2 separate regions of the Zea mays genome follow, and region 2 is linked to region 1. The links are chromatin contacts, called in public Hi-C maps. All regions are on one chromosome and are shown on one strand. Each heading gives the region's core, a stretch centred on a gene start, on an enhancer-like site or on the middle of the called end of the contact. The rest is flanking DNA. Distances are from core to core; before and after follow the strand shown. Region 1 holds the start of LOC100283532. Region 2 has its middle 56 kb from the start of LOC100283532.

The links. A called contact is a pair of places that touch in the nucleus more often than the background predicts.
Region 2: a contact with region 1 is called in a Hi-C map of leaf, with 4 times the contacts expected there. The contact joins the enhancer-like site here to the promoter of LOC100283532 in region 1. A contact is called at or near these places in 7 of 25 Hi-C or Micro-C datasets (bundle sheath, ear, endosperm and 3 more).

Annotation. Positions count from the first base shown.
Region 1 is chr4:125,436,744-125,441,325 of Zm-B73-REFERENCE-NAM-5.0, reverse strand. LOC100283532 reads right to left here and starts at 1,707. Exons shown (of 5, transcript NM_001156432.2): 1 at 1,438-1,707; 2 at 1,309-1,341; 3 at 1-138. The coding sequence starts at 1,552.
Region 2 is chr4:125,493,093-125,497,391 of Zm-B73-REFERENCE-NAM-5.0, reverse strand. No RefSeq gene overlaps it. Among protein-coding and RNA genes, the nearest start is that of LOC100283532, 56 kb to the right of the region's middle. Within about 2 kb of position 1,796, at least 15 of the 20 cell types and tissues checked have an H3K27ac peak or open chromatin away from gene starts, as enhancers often do. A contact at or near this core is called in bundle sheath, ear, leaf and 2 more, where this site is marked.

The DNA of each region.
Region 1 (4,582 bases), core at 458-2,957:
AGTCTTTTTCAACCATTCCATCACGGGCAAAGTTTATGCCCAGTGCTGGTTCTGGAAGCTCAGGAGGTACTTCCTCAGCTGGAAGAGTAACCTCCCAAGTCTCATTTGGCAAACCATAAAGGCACAAGTTCTCTTTCTCTGGCATAAAAAGGAAAGAAATATGTCAACAGGACAAAACAAAGGAAATGGAATCTGATATGTTCACGTCACTAGTTATGACATGTTACTGAACATCAGTAGACAGCAGAGCAAGGATGCTATTAAAAAATGTTAATCAAGTAAAACAGATGCTGCAATGATGACTAGAAGCCACTTTACTCATAACTGTTTTCCATGAATGTATGTCAGGATTACTTGTGGACATTGAGCAATATTAGGCCAGTCACCATTAATGTCTGCATCTGACTTTTATCTTGTCTCCACTTCACAATTCTTCATACAATTTGTAATTCCTTCTACTAACATATATTACTTCTCATTCTTTTTTCATTCACAGGAGGGCAACCTGGAAAAACCAGGTTACATGATATATCATGTCAAAAGCACTACATCAATTTTGCTAGCTTTTATAGTTTTAACCAGATTTCAATCCTCACAGCAGCAGTAACAGATTGTAGCTCAAAACGGCATCTATCTGAGGGTTTAAATGAATAGGCCCATGGTAACCAATGACAATGAGTACAATTCAACTCTACTGAGGCTGCAACTTTCAGCAAATACCGACATACACCAACATGAGCCAAATGATCGTGTGTCCCATCAAGTGATACTGCACTGTGATTGGTCAATCCCCTTCATTATGCAAGGTACATGGTTTGTTACGTACAACCCAAGCATTATGCATGTAAACGGAAATGCAAATTGGTCAATCCCCTTTATTATGTAATGTACATGGTTTTTTTTACGTACAATCAAAGCATTATGCATGTAAACTGAAATTCAAATGACCGCAGCTGGAGCATATTATAGGACTTTAAATTACATAACCATGCCATTTACCAAGCACTTCCTTTAATTGACGTACTCATCTACGCAAGTTTCTTTAGCTTACGGCCTTGAATTGATGATCTTAACAGATTGGAGGGTGAGATCAATTACAGAATAAACTTACATATCTGACAAAAGTAAAGGGCTAACAATACCACTATTCGTCCTTAAATAATCCGACGAATCTCTAAACGGCAACCGGATCGAGCTCCATAAACAAACGCCGGATCGGCATATAGTGAAAGGCGAAGCTTAGCTCGAAGATAAGAGCAGTACAGACGGACGGGAAAAAAAAGAGGGGAGCAAAGTCGGGCGCGTCACCTGGATCGCACTGCTGATAGAACTTCTCCACATCTGCGCGCACCACGGAAGCAGCTGTAGCATCAGAGAAGCATCCACAAACCAAGAGGACAAACAGGAGGAGGCAGGAAATGCGTGAGACAAGCTGACCCGTGGTGAGTGCCTTGACGATGCCGGCGCGGCGCGCGCGGAAATCGCGGAAGACGTCCTCGGGGGAGCGCGCGTGGTGGTGCACCGCCGCAGCGCCTTCTCTGTCGCCGTCCATCGCTGGCCACCGTGTCCCTTGGCTAGGGTTTGGGGAACCGATGGTAGCAGTGGTGGTGGTGGACTGGTAGTGGAGGGAGCAGAAGAGGATTAGAGAAGACGAGAAGCGCAATACCGCGAGACCGTAGGCCTGCGAGGATTTCAGAGGGGCAATTTGGGAAAAGCGGAAACCACGAGGTGCTCGTCGTCCAAAACATGTTCCAGTTCGCTTTCAAGCAAGGGGCACTGTGGGAGCAAAACTGCAAAAGGATAGTGGGCCCGTGAACTGGGCTCGGCTTTCCGCGCACTACAGAAGCTAGGCCAAGATTAGTCATGGACCCACCTTGCTGATCAAGATTGGCTTGACGGACGTGACGTGATTGGGCCGGTTTTTTTCACCAAATCATGGGCCGCATCTACTGAAAACGAGCCCATTTGAGTTGTTTTCCATGTTCCACTTCCCTTGCCGGATCCGGCTCCTCTTCTTCCGTCGCACTCGGTTTCGTGTTCCACACTTCGCTTTCCGGTTCAGCGAGACTGCTGGGCAATCGTCGGTTCGTCACTTCAATCAAGTGGCGGAGGCGACGGAGCCTGTACTCCTATTAGCAGAGCTCGTGCTCCCACCGTGCCCACATCGCTCTCAAACTCAAAGGTCCATGCTGCTCGCCCACCGTACTCGGACCATCGTCTATTACACGGATTGGGGGCATTCGGTTGGGTTGATTCGATGTGTGCAGTGTGCGCTCTTTTCTTTATGCAGGTGTGGAGGAAATATTTTTGGAGTTTTAAAATTAAAACCATGGTACGAAAAATACTATAATATTTCCTTTGTCCCAAAATAAAATTCGTTTTATGTTAAATATGTATTTATTAGTTAATCTGTGAATGTAATTTGCACGTATATCTGTATTTATTATTATTAAAATGAATGTGGACCAAAAAAACCTAGAAAGAAACATATTTTGAAACGAAGGTAGCATATTTATTGATAAGAGGTGTTTGGCTATCTCGTAAAAAACTCTAGTTATAATGTTATGGTTTTATAGATACCATGATATTTTTGGAGTATTTAAAACTCCACTCCAACCTAAATATTTTATATATGGCTAGCCTTGCATATGTATACTAAATATTATGGTTTGAAATATTTTGTCTCCAAACACGTATTGTTAAGAGTGATGTTAAAAATACTACAGTTGTGTCATGACATCTTAAAACCGTTAGTATTCCAAAACTATTTAAAAATATTAGTACAATTGAAAGTCGCCTAGAGGGGGGTGAATAGGCGAAACCTGAAATTTATAAATTTTTAACACACTAAAGGCCGAGGTTAGCGTTAGAATTATATTCAAATCCGAAAGATTGTTTTTCTTGCTAAGAGTTGCTCAAAGGATGCAGATGACGTATGGGAGCGAACTCAAATCAATACTAGCAAGGAAACGTTAGAGAGAGGAGAAAGGGCAAACAAATCAAACGAGAATCAAAGCGAGTAGACACGGTGATTTGTTTTACCGAGGTTCGGTTCCAAAAAACCTAGTCCCCGTTGAGGAGTCCACAAAGGCCGAGTCTATTTCAACCATTTCCCTCTCTCTCAAACGGTCACTTAGATCGAATGAGACTTTTCCTTAATCACACGGGTCACTAAGACCCCGCAAGGACCACCACACACTTGGTGTCACTTGCTTCGCTTACAAAGCACTTGAGAATAAGAATGAAAAAAGAAAAAGGTCAATCCAAGCAATAAGAGCAACAAAAGAACACAAAACACCATCTCTCAAGTCCCTAATGGAATTGAGTTGATTTAGAGGCTTGGAGAGGATTTGATCTATTGAATGTGTCTTGGAGTAAAGTATTTTGATCTTGCAATGAGTGGGATGTTCAGAATACTTGGATGCCAATGAATGAGGTGGTTGGGGTATTTTAGCCCCCAACCACTTCCTAGCCGTTGGCAAGGGCTGCTGGCGATGGGCGCACCGGACAGTCACTGTGCACTGTCCGGTGCGCGCCACGTCAGCGCAACCGTTAGGATTCAGAGCAGTTGACCATTGTAGACGTTTGTCTTCTTACTGCACCGGACAGTCCGGTGCCCTCTGACTTCTGTGCTCTGACTTTTGTCGTGGCACAGTTCACCACTGTAGCTCTGCACAGTCGACCATTGTCACGCAGGGAGCCGTTGCTCCGCTGGCTCACCGGACAGTCCGGTGAATTATAGTGGAGCGCGCCTGGCAGAAACCCGAGAGTGGTCGGTTTGCTGGCTGTCTCGGCTGGCGCACCGGACACTGTCTGATGCACCAAATTCTAGCACACTCTAAGTCTTGCTCAATTCTTTGATTGAGTCCCTAATTGAATTTCTTTCTTGGTTTGTGTTGAACCTTATGCACCTGAGATAAATGATATCTAGACAAACTAGTTAATCCATGTGATTTGTGTTGTACGTCAACCACCAAAATCGATTATATAAAATGGTTAACCCTATTTCCCTTTCAACAATACCTGTGCGTTGCAATGACAACGAATTATTTTATAAAATATTAGTGCATAACGATTATATAAAAAAGAAAAACACATATATTATCATATACTTCAATAGCATAAATTGTTTTAAAGGGTTAGAAATCTAGAGTCGTGGAACAAATAAGTCTTTCATGCGGCATATATGTTTTATTACGAGAAACAATACTAATTACTAACTATTTCACCGGAAAGACTCGGTTAACTTATTTGATCTGGCATTCACAAGACAATTTGCATGTTCAGTCTGCAATATTTTAAGCTTATTTCTCAGTTAAGTGAGACATGTTTTTCTTTGCCCTATAAGAAGGCAACGGTAAGTGTCGGATATCATAATTAGTGGGATCATGCCCCTAACCATATCCGGCACCTGAGTACCAGGAAATCATAAACCGGAAAACGCTCCCCCGAGGTCACGCATGGTCTAATCGTGATTCGCCCGAGAGACCGCTCAACGGCTGCTCAAAACTACACCTCGTCCGAGCCTATCCTCGAGCAAAGGTTGTGCCTGTGTGGATCCTGGACTCGCCCGAGGGACCCC
Region 2 (4,299 bases), core at 547-3,046, 56 kb before region 1:
ACTCTCAAGGATATGCTGACTGATTTAGGAATGAAGGCAAAGGTCATCAATGTTCAATGACTCAAGTTTTGCATAAGAGCTTACTATTATTTGATCCTTAGGCCAGCTTTTACTTTTCAAGTTAAGTTATTACCTTTCTCTAGATTGGCCTATTCTAGCTCATTCACTTGGCCTAATCTAGCTTTCATTTATATAACACAAACTTGTTTTATTTCTTATCTACGATGAGGGTCGAAGATCTAGTCTTCATATCCGAGAAGTAATGGTGATCAGAATCGATTAATACCTAGTTGGGGATCTCCAACCACACGACATATGTAGCACTTAACCCTTTCATATGTCAACTCGCATGCGGTTTTCTCAAGACCAGTACGAGTTCACATGACCCAAGAGCACAGTACCCCACCATCCAACCACTTGCTAGGTGGGTACATGTTACTCCCGCCACCTCTCTGCTCCCAGTGTGTGCAAGCTGTTCTGGTATTGGTCCGACCGAGGCAAAGCTTACACATGACGAGGCATATGGCCAGTAAAAGGGTCCTAGATCAGCAGGCCAACAATCGTTGGGGTCCTTAAACGACACAGACAGGCGACCATTCCTGCTCAACGTCTGATCTCAATTTAAATTATTTCTCATAACCTTGTACCTATTAGAGGTACCATGCTTGAATGATGAAGTCATCAATTCCTTTGATACCTTCATCACTCCAAGCCCCTTTTCTTTGTAAAAACATGATTCATACATCAAAACATTTTGTTCTTAATCTATAAGCATACTAAGCATGTCTAGCTTTTTAAATCAGGTATCAAGGATGATAATCAATAGTTTAAGGAAGTTATGCAACAAAGGTTTAATCATTCAACTCCTATCACCTAATGCATCATATAAGTGATAACAATTTTGAAAATCACAAGGAATTTGTTAAATGCACTGGGGCTTGCCTTGATGAGGAGGAGAGTCAGGCTCTTCTACCAAAATATTGTAGTTGGCAGCAAAACCTATTGGAGGACCTTCGGGAACAACTTTAGTTGGAAGAACTGGTTCCTCTTCCACTTCCACTTTAACTTCTTCTTTTAGGTGTTCTACAAGTAAATCACAAGTATATGAATGCTTATGTAACGATATGCCATGCAAAATCTCACAAAGGAGAGGTGGAAAGCCTAATTACTCTTGAATGAGCATATGACAATTAAACTCATACTTCTAGGTTACTTAATATTTGCTCAAAGGGACCAAACTGAACTTATTTCAGAAAACCAGAGAACTAAATATTCTAAAGTTTGTCAACCTGGTTGCTTAACATTTTTTATGGCTTAAGTTTTGTCTAAACCTATATTAGTAGCAAGGTTTAGGGGTTTAAATATTCACATTTAGCTAGTTTGTGGTCTTCTAAACACATCAACTCCAAACAGGTCCAAATTTTTACCAGGAGCTAATATAGTGGCAATTAATTTCTTCACAGATTTTCATAATGTTTTGTGCTTAGGATTTACTTCTGTAATTCATTTAAGCTTTCTAGAGACACTTTTAAATTAGCTAAAACTCTCTTTCAATTGTAAAAATCAAAAAACATTATTTTTAACAGAAACTACATATTTTTATGGACTCTATAAAATTGGTTTCACAATTTTTGCATTTTTATAAATTTTCTGGTGGATTTTACCCTTCCCCAGGAAAAAGAAAAAGGAAATCGGTGAATAGTCCCGGGCCGAAACCTGCCCACCCAATTCGCGCCCACGTGGAACTGGCCCGCATCCTAGAGGCCGTGCCCGTGCTGCGCCTTTTCTACCAAGACCCTCGTGGAACCCAACAACTCATTAAGAGCCTAAAACCCTATTGTTGTGTCTCACTGACATGTGCACCGAGGCCCTTTTGTTTTTCTTTCTTCACAAACTCCGGTCCTCGATCTAACCCCGACGAGCGCCGGCCAACCGCCGTGCAAACTCACCGGTGACGGCCTCCTCCAACGAAGATAAACACCCAGACGTGATCCTCGAGGCTGACACACCCATAACCCGCAGTGAATCGGACTAAGATGACATATAGCCTGACTATCCCTGGCGGTGGCGGCATACCGAGCTTCGGCGAGCCCGAACCCAGTTCTAGGACATGGTAGCATTCAATCCAAGATTATGGTGAGCACGAGTGATCTATCTAGTGCACGTTGCTCACATGAGTTTACCCGGGAAGGGCATGGTTTGGTCAGTCCACGCAAAGGTGGTCTGCGGCGGTAATCTAGACAAAATCGATGGCGTTCTGGACGGGATACCACAGTAGCATTCAAAAGGGCAATGCCGTGAGCATCACCATCCCACATGGGTTATGAAACGCGAACAACTCGAACATATTACCTTCTAGGGAAGGCTGACCACGGGGAGGTGGGCAGTCACCCTGTATGGTCACCCCCTCCAAGGCAAACTCGTGTTCAAGCTGATGCAGTGAGACCAAGGAACTGGGAAAAGCTTAAGGGCTTAGCATAGGTGTATGGGAATGGTATGGCACGGTGAGAGAGGCGGGAAACCGATAGAAACACAGGGTGTTCAATTTGGTGCCATAACTCACCAAGGTAAATAGTTTAGAGAGCTGGAGCTGTTGGGGTCTTTACTAGAGTTTAACAAGAGTCCAACTACACTAATACGTCCCCCAATCCTTCTGCATGAGCACCACGTATGGGGAAAGCACAGGGAAGACAAAAGATGTGGCCAACTCCTTTTTCTGCATGTGGGACAGCAAAGAGGCATCCAAGCAGCTGAGTCAGCTAGGGGATGATTTTTACATCTCCATGTTTATCCCAGGCATGGTGGAGTTGTAGCAAGTGAACCCCCCCCCCCCCCCCCTTCCAGGCAACGAGTTCTTTTAGTTAGCCCACACCAGAAACACCTAGAGTAGTTAGTGGATGGAGATATTTTCAGGGATTTGGACTGTTCTGAACTTCTTCAGTTCACTACTGAGCCAAGTTCCTCCCCTCTTCCCATAAGAACAGGCCTATCTTACTTAAGAAAATTGGTGCACCAACTATAGGTCTTCAACTTTACTATAGTCTTCTAGGGCTAATTACACAAGAATCACAAGTTAGAATGCCCCAAAGTCGACCTCAATTCACTGAAACCAAATTCAGTTAGCTGAAACTGAATGTGTTACTCAGTCTGACAGGGTACCTTTGAGGGCATTTTACTCTCTAGTTGTATAGCACCAAACCTCACATACACAAGAAGTTTGTTCCCCTTCCTATGGTCTACGAACTTGGAATAAACACTATGGCTCAAAATCTCATGGATCAAGCACAACAGGGCTCCAAAGTTTACAAAAACACACTGTCAGGGTTACCTTAGTCTGAACAAAATCAGACACCTCACACACTCTGACAGCCCGTGTTCAAGCAGGCTTTATTCCTCTTTTTATGTAGTACCAAGTCAATCTCTCTTAAACAAACTTGTACCCTGATAGATACTCTACAACTTTATTACAAGGAGTATAGCTTAATACCTCATAGATCAAACACACTCACATCCCCAAATTGGACCAAATACACAATTTCAGAGTCTGAATTTGCATCAAGTCTAGGAATCCAGATTAAAGCATAGGATCTTTGGACCAATTTTTCTACCAGTTCCACACAGCTTTAGGGGCATGGAATTTAATAAAAGTTATACACCAATATGTGGTATTACACTTTGTTACAATACCTCCTGTCCAGAATTGTATGGATTTGCCATTAACAGGCTTTCAAAATTTCTTCATACCGTAAAAACTGGAGTTCATAAATCTCACTAAGTCATAATTTCCAGGATTAACATTCCGCTTTAGAGCAAGGTTTACAAGCAGTTCCATATGGTTTTAGGGCAGAGCAACTTAATCAAATTTTTGCACCTTGTGTAGCTCTACAGATTGTCTACAGTGATAATCTTCAAAGTATCCATGGATCAAAAGTTATGAAGGTCCAAATACAGCTAGTCGATAATATTTTCAGGAATCCAAACCCTAGGCCATAACTAAATTGTGAGTTTTTCTCCACGTTTTGCTATAAAACTTGAAAATCTCCACACATGAGACTTGTTTGGTTTAGGAATCTCTATAACTTTGGTATTTTCATTTTTGGCCAAATTTTGCCGGATCATATAATCCACTTTTGGGGTTAAAACTAAAGTTTCTCAAACTAGGTTTTCTGCTCTCCACTGATCACCTCATTACATTTAGATTGTTTTTTATTCTTGTGAATGCATTCTAGGTGTATTACAACCTAAATATGCCATTGCATATGATGACATGCCAAGTTTTAGTCCTGGTAACACCAGAAG